2 separate regions of the Anas platyrhynchos genome follow, and region 1 is linked to region 2. Evidence: chromatin contacts called from public Hi-C data. All regions are on one chromosome and are shown on one strand. Each heading gives the region's core, a stretch centred on a gene start, on an enhancer-like site or on the middle of the called end of the contact. The rest is flanking DNA. Distances are from core to core; before and after follow the strand shown. Region 1 overlaps CPEB2 (cytoplasmic polyadenylation element binding protein 2). Region 2 has its middle 11 kb from the start of C1QTNF7.

Region 1 (3,696 bases), core at 1,045-3,544, 44 kb after region 2:
ACATCATACAAAGACTCGCAGCCATCAGTGCACAAAATAATTTGCTGGGAGCTGATTTTTCATCACTCTTTATCCTAAAGCATATCAAGGTTACTGCCATATAACTCCTGACACATAAATATAGTCCGTGTCCCCAGACGACCTACATCTGCATGTCTAAAGCTATTAATATGCTTAGCTGCGGGCTTGTGAAGAGATAGACAATTCCAACAGCAACTTGATGAGGGAACAGTTATGATTACTACATCCTACCACACCTGAAATAAAAGCAAGGAAAGCAAAACCAGAACTATACACTGTTTCCTCAACACTATCTGCAAAACAAGCCTGTGTTATCCCCATTTAATTTTAAGCACCAGAGAAACCTGTGTTGTTCTATTCCCCTTTTGAAGACATGGAGAAACCTGGCACAGCCTGCAGTACCAAACTGGTCTGGCTGTGGTTTTGCAGCACAGCTCTTGTCCTTCGATGACTTAAAAGCCATTTTAGTTTGCCCCAAAGTACAGCCTTGAAGGAAATAACTAGTTCTCTTGGTGAAGAAACCTGGCTATAGAATATAATTTGCTCCAGGTCCAGCATTTATAGACACACACAGCCAATGCCTCCCAGTGAAGGCAGGCTAGGCTCGCACAGTCTGCATACAAACCACTCTTTGTCACTTGCCCTGTACCAGGGCACATTTCCGGGCACAGATCAATTATACGTTAGCCAGACTTCTGCAAAGAACACCACAGATGCCCAGACATCCAGGCTCTCTATTAATTAACTAGAAAGAGCTTGCAAAGGGAAATTACACTCTTAGGTACTTCATTTAGGTATCATAAATTAGGAAATTAGGACTCTTCTTCCTACAGCTACCAGATGCCAACGACTCTATGGCACAAACTTAACTCTCACCTCTTTCTGCTTTCTTATCATATGTCTTTATTGAATTATTTTTCTTCCAACATCTGTAACTCACAAACTACTGTGTATGTTAAAAGTCTGCATATAGGTACAATGAGAAGGGTTTGTAGTAGTACATAACTACAATTACTATGTGGGATAGGAACTGTGAAACATGGTAGGGAGGTAGGGTGAAGAGTAAGAGGTACTTTACCATAGAACTGCTTAACTCTCTAGTTCCTTATTTTTCTGGTGTACCACATCTGCCATATAACTAACAGCTTCATATCCAGTGGCAACGTAAGGCTGTTTACAACGGAAAAGAAAAGCTACTCTAATCGGATTCTTTGAAGGAAGCAGCTTCATGCCTTTGGGTCATGTGTACACCGACAGTAGCAGGTCACGATCAGGTATTACTTGCAGAGACCGATTGTAGGGTTTGTACATGGTTTGCAAGTGAAAAGTATTGGATGAAGCAAGTCTTATAAAAATGTCGTGTTCGTGTGTACCAGCATGTATGTCTTTTGTGGCAGACAAAGTTCTGGTAACCCCTGTTAGTGTTAGACTAACTGATGACTACATTCCTCTGCATTTTGCTGGAAGTGTTACTAATACTGCTGCTTCCAAAGGGAACAGGTAGGGGTGACTTTGATAATGTCATCTGCAGAAAATTACCTCAAAGAACAGAGAAATATTTCTGGAGACTATAACTGGCTGTAGAACAACATTCCCTAGTATCTGCAGATACTGGAAATAGAAAACCCATCAGAAAAAAACTGAAGAATCCTAGCTGTATTACCAAATGTGTTCTTAAGAATTAGAACAAAATAAAACAAACAGCAGCATGGCACTGTCCATATGAGCCAGCAAAGCTGTATGTTGTTTTATAGTTGGGTCCTATTGTTCCAACAGACTGTCCCCAGAGGAGAGCTAATGGCCTTAGTGCCAGTGCAATTCCTGCCCACAGGGTGCCGGTGCCATAGCTCAAAACAGCAAAAATCAGCGCAAGCTACAGGTTCATACTAACAAGTACATTTGATGATGGGAACAACTCACATTTGCGAAGATACGTGAATTCTAATCTACTCCTATTTAAAGAGATCTCATCACCATATTAATTAATCTTTAAAGCATAAATATTTTATGCAGTTTAGTCATCTCTGATTGAGAATTAGCTCCAAATTACACTTGAAGAAAGTGCAAACTGACACAGTTGCAATGCAGCTATTAGCAAAGGCACCTTCCAAGAAGGGGATGGTGATGCAGGATTCACGTCAATATCCAAACCCCAATTTCCATATTTCTACAGCCACTGCAGAAAGCTCCTCCTCTCACCAGCAGAGACCAAGTTAATGCAGTCAGGGGTGTCTGGGCAGTGACTCAGCTGACTGAGTAGGACACGGAGGTGTCGGGCATGATTTATCCCTGCAGTACTTTGCCTAACCTCCAGCTGCTGCTCCCCAGCGGCATGGGGCTTCAGTAGGTACCTCTCCACATTTGCCAGCCCCGTGTAAATCTTTCCAATATCCTCAGTTTGGGTAAATGAATCGAGCACAATGTGCTTATGTTACAGTGACCTGAATAGCCCTCTATACTCCAGTGACTCTATTGGCAAGATTCCCATTGATTAAAGGAAGCTCAGACACTAATCACACATGAAGACACCTACAGCTACTAGCCTGAATACATGGCTCAATCCTACCCAGGGACATTGAATAAGCTGATACCAAGTTCGGCAGAACACAGATGGACCTAGGGTTTTTTTCCTTAAACTAGAAACAGAACATTTTCAACCTATTTTTTTTTCAGTCAGTTGTAAATTAGCAGTTCATAACCTTGAATAAATGAAGCTACCACATGACTACTGGGAGAGAATGCAATGGGAACACCCAGATAATTAGAAAAAGCTGGAGTTACTCTTTCTTTAGAACACATTATCCTTCGTGTTATATAGACTGTAAATAGTACAGAACACACGAACAACTAACTGGTCCTACTTTGAAAGGCCTTCTTTGGATCAGCATATCCTCAAGGCACCGCGTGGTTGTGAGCTTCATTACCGTGAGAACAGAGTCCTCACCTCAGCAGGTCGCTTTGAACACGTGTGAGGTTTCATAAAACAGTGTATTTGCCAACTCACCAATAACAGGAGTTATGATAAACAATGACAAGGTAGATGGGGAGGAATTCCTGATTACAGCTGGCAGATCGCTTACTGACTTTGTACTTTGATCTCAACATAATCATTTTTTTTTCTGCTTCACAAAGGAGTTTCCTTCTAAAGTTAGTGTGAAGTGTTTTAAATTCCTGCTTTCTTCAGGCCCAATTTTGTGGTGAACCAATACAAAACGTAATTAGTTAAGAAAAGACAGTTGGTGTTTCTCAGGAGGCAGCCAGCCTTGACAGATCAGTACACTTTTTGTATTTCTTCAAGCAAAGAAATACTTATTATTAACTTGGCCTTCCCTCAGGACTTTCCATAAGCAGAGAGCCTGGAAGGAAGCACAGCTTGGAAAACTTAACAAGAATATTAAAAAAAAAAAAAAGCAAAACAAACAAATAAAAAAACAGGCTGCATCTCTTCACCACAGAGAATACTATTGCGTAGAATAGCCCAGAACCAGATAATGCTGAGATGTCTTTGGAGAGTAATACTATTTCAAATACCTAACGAGACTGGACAAAAATAGATATACATTGGATTAGCTCCATGCAGGGTAATAAACTAGTCACTGAAGATTAAAAGTGCAAAAAAATTGAAGTCCTTCTGCTAATATATGTTGCTTATATTGGTAATTACTGGTCAGGCTC
Region 2 (3,556 bases), core at 297-2,796:
CTCAATGCACAGAGGAGCTCTCCACATTTTGCTAGTCACACTAAGAAAGAGATCATGCATTGGCCATTATCCTTGCATTTAGGAGCTAACTCTCTATGCGAACACTTCTCTGTGTCTCCCACATGAGCTGAATTACTCTATGTTGGATTTGTGTGTGTATATGTGTGTGAATGAAGTTGCTACACAAACAAGGGATTTGCTATTTGACACCTTTCATTAGGTTATTAGGTTAAAGAGTCTAGATAATGGTTTTGCAGTTCATGTTTTTTTTTTTTTTTTTTTTTTTTAATATATAAATATTTTATATATATATATATATATATATATTTATTTTGTTTTTGATTTGACTGCCAATCTAGAGTATTGGGCTAGACAACTTTAAAGTACTTAATTTTAGTTTTTTCTCTCTTTTTACTCCTTTCCTCCTCCCAGGAGAATTTCCTGATGTCCAGCCTCATCAATATTCTTGGGTGACTCCTCTGGGGCTCTCTGACACAAATTACAGCTTTCCTAAAGCTGGGTAAATGCTTCCTGCACTGGTGATTATATTAGCATTGAGACGGAAAGGGCACTCCCCTGTGGTGGGGGAGGCTCTAGGTCCTAAGCCACTCATGATTCAAAAGCAAATTCTTAGCATGACTTCATGAATTCTTATGTTTCAAAAAAGTTTTATTTCAAGAATAAGTAACGTGTTCCCATGTCCCCTCCCCAAATAAAAGGAGAAACAAGCAGAATACTCCACTTTGCTGTATTCCAGATAATCTGTTAGTTTAGTGACTAATTTTAATCCTTTGGAAAGAAAAAACAAATACAGAAAGGATGACATAAGAGCAACACGTGCTATTATTACAGTTGAATTCCATGGGCAGAAATGATTGAATGAGTCCTCCTGAGTCACTCATTGAGGGGAGGGTCTGCTGCTGAGCCGGGAGGGAGACGTCCCTGCATGGGCAGATGTTGTTGGAGAGGGATGCTCCAGGGTCCCATGCTCAGGGCAGAGGGGCTGTGGGGATGCAGAGATGTGGGGATATTCTGAGCTGGTGATGGGATGCAGGGATGAGGAGAGGCTGGGATGTGGGGATGTAGTGAGGTGAGAGCCACAGACACATCTGCACTCTGAGAATAAGGAATCTACTTCCCTCTGCAGTATCAGTCCCCACTGTAGACACGAAGCCAACACCAACAGGAACAGGTTGTGCTTATGGCAGCCAGTTTGCTGCTGCAGATAAGGGTGCAGGACCCTTTCTGGATTCTGTCCCTGAAGATGCCTGCAGGGTCCCCATGGTGGTGGGCCTGCAGCCCTGCTGCCAGGCTCAGCCTTGGGGCTGAGGGGCTCGGGGTGCCCGGGGGCACAGCATGCTCCCTGTGCTGCCTGCATCCAAAAGCAACATTATAAAGGCTCGACACGTGAAGTCCTCTCACACTCCTTTGCAGGCTGAGCAAGGGGACTGAGGTGGGAAAAGTTTCCCTGAGTGAAGCCAGAAGCCCTGCCACCAGCTGGAGGTGAGAGGCAGCAGCTCCCGGCCCCTGACGGCCGGGGTTAGCTCGTTGTCTGCCTCGCATTGCCCTCTGCTGGCACTTCTTAAAACACCGCCATCGCTTCAGTTACTGCGACGGACCTCTAGTCCCCCATTACTTTTATCCTTTATAGTATTTTTTTGTTTTGTTTTTGTTTTCCAGTGTCTCTGCGTAGCGCATCCCAGGGGACAGGCCTGAGTGTCCCCCTAACCCTGTGTACAAGCTGAGAGCATTTGTGGGTTTCTACTCCAAAGACAAGTTTTTGTCCAAGAAAGGTCTTTTCTGAAGTCAGGATAATGATGAACTGGTTGCTTCGTGTGTCAGTGAATGTGGACGGCATTTATCTGCCCTACAACAAGCAGAACATCACATTTTCTTGGCATTACTTGTGTGCATTGGAGAGGACTGAAAGTAGGAGCCAGCTCCACCATTTGCTACAGGGAAAGAGCTGGGCATCTTTCTCTAGGTGTGTTGCACAAAGCTTATAAATCCATAAAATAAACGAATGAACCCCCTCATCCACCTTTTCATCTGAATTTGGAAAACAGTCACATTTTTTAGTCAACCTGACTAAACTTGGGAAATATTCCCCCAAAGTCTGGGCTGCCCATGGCTTTTGTTGGTGCCAGGGTTTGCTGTAGGAAAGCTGGATTCTGCGCCTGGGTTTCTCTGCTTCTACGACCGGACAGCAGCCAAGCCACTCTGATATCCTGTCTTCTGTTTTTGGGGGCTGCACAGCAGGTCTGCTCTGTCCATTAAGATGAGATGTAAGAGCATGAAAGGAAGGTTTGCGTCTGGAGTCCAGTCTGAACATTTTAACTGAGCTATTCCCAAACTCTGTTTACCTCTTTCATAAAAGTTTAAAAATAATAAAAATAATCATTGTTTTCTTTTCATGATGGCTAAGGACCTAATAACAAAATAAATCCAGCCCCCTTTCCCCCCCATACAAACAAACAAACAAAAAAAAAAGGAAAGAAAAAAGAAATAAAAAAAAAAGAAAAAAGAAAAAAGAAACACAGGAAGAAAAGAAGATGAAGAATAAAAAAAAGAGCAGAGCTTAGATCTGAGCCCTGCTTTCTGCCAGCCCAGAGGGAAGAGGGAAAGCCAAAACAGAGCCAGCCAGGCATTTCTAAGCCTGCTGTTCCTGGAGATGTCTTCTCAGCTTCCAGGCCTCTGGGGCTGCCTCGGGTCAGAGTGAGAAAAGCACATTATCGTACTTTTCTGGTGGGAGCCTTCAAGCAAAAGAGCTGAAGGAAAGGTGCTGCTTGGGGGCCTTTCTCCCTGGATCCCCCAAGCCAGGAGGAGAGCAGTAGGTTTGTGTAGATGGAGGGCATCCAGCCTGCGGGAGATGCGCAGAGGAAAGGGAAAGGCTTGGGGAGCTCAAAAATCCCTGCAAGGATCAGGAGGCATCTGCTGGGCTGGAGAAGGAAACCAGGCAAAGCTGCAGAGGAAAGGAAAGAGAGTCCTTAAAGGGGATTTAACGTGCATGCAAAGCCGCAGATCCCAACTCAGGCTCTGAATCCTCTTCTGCCAGGAGAGAGCAGAAAATACCCCCATCCATATTCCTAAAGGTTGCAAGCTAGACTAGGAAATTAATTGCTCGTTATAGAGATGAGTGTGCCAACAGCATGAGCTTTTCAACTCGCAGGGATAAATGGCAGGGCTGGGTTCAAAGTTTGGAACCAGGAAACTCTACAGCTTTGTCTTCCAAAACAGGGGAGGAAGAAAGCCAGGATCCTCAGCCTGCTTTCAAAGCCCTGGTGCTCAAAGGAGCACATTCTTCTCGAATCTTGTTAACGTCTCCAATTTAACATTTGGAGAGCTGAGGTTTTAATCCCCCCTGGTATTTTCAGTAGCAGCAATGTGGCACATCTCTCTCCTGCTGATGAAGGTTAAGATGTAATTTGGCTTGTCATTTCACTCTAAGAATGGTCTTAGTGTATCACAGAGCTTTCTCTTCTTTTTTGGATATTCAGTTATGTGAATTCAGTCGCTGTTCAAGGACCCTGCCAGCACCTGGAAGTCTCCTGAGTAG

The links. A called contact is a pair of places that touch in the nucleus more often than the background predicts.
Region 1: a contact with region 2 is called in a Hi-C map of skeletal muscle, with 2.2 times the contacts expected there. The contact joins two enhancer-like sites. A contact is called at or near these places in 2 of 8 Hi-C or Micro-C datasets (liver and skeletal muscle).

What each region holds. Positions count from the first base shown.
Region 1 is chr4:64,521,442-64,525,137 of IASCAAS_PekinDuck_T2T, forward strand. The region is part of intron 7 of CPEB2 (cytoplasmic polyadenylation element binding protein 2); the gene reads right to left. Among named protein-coding and RNA genes, the nearest start is that of CPEB2, 41 kb to the right of the region's middle. Within about 2 kb of position 2,295, at least 1 of the 8 cell types and tissues checked has an H3K27ac peak or open chromatin away from gene starts, as enhancers often do.
Region 2 is chr4:64,478,300-64,481,855 of IASCAAS_PekinDuck_T2T, forward strand. No RefSeq gene overlaps it. Among named protein-coding and RNA genes, the nearest start is that of C1QTNF7, 11 kb to the left of the region's middle. Within about 2 kb of position 1,547, at least 1 of the 8 cell types and tissues checked has an H3K27ac peak or open chromatin away from gene starts, as enhancers often do.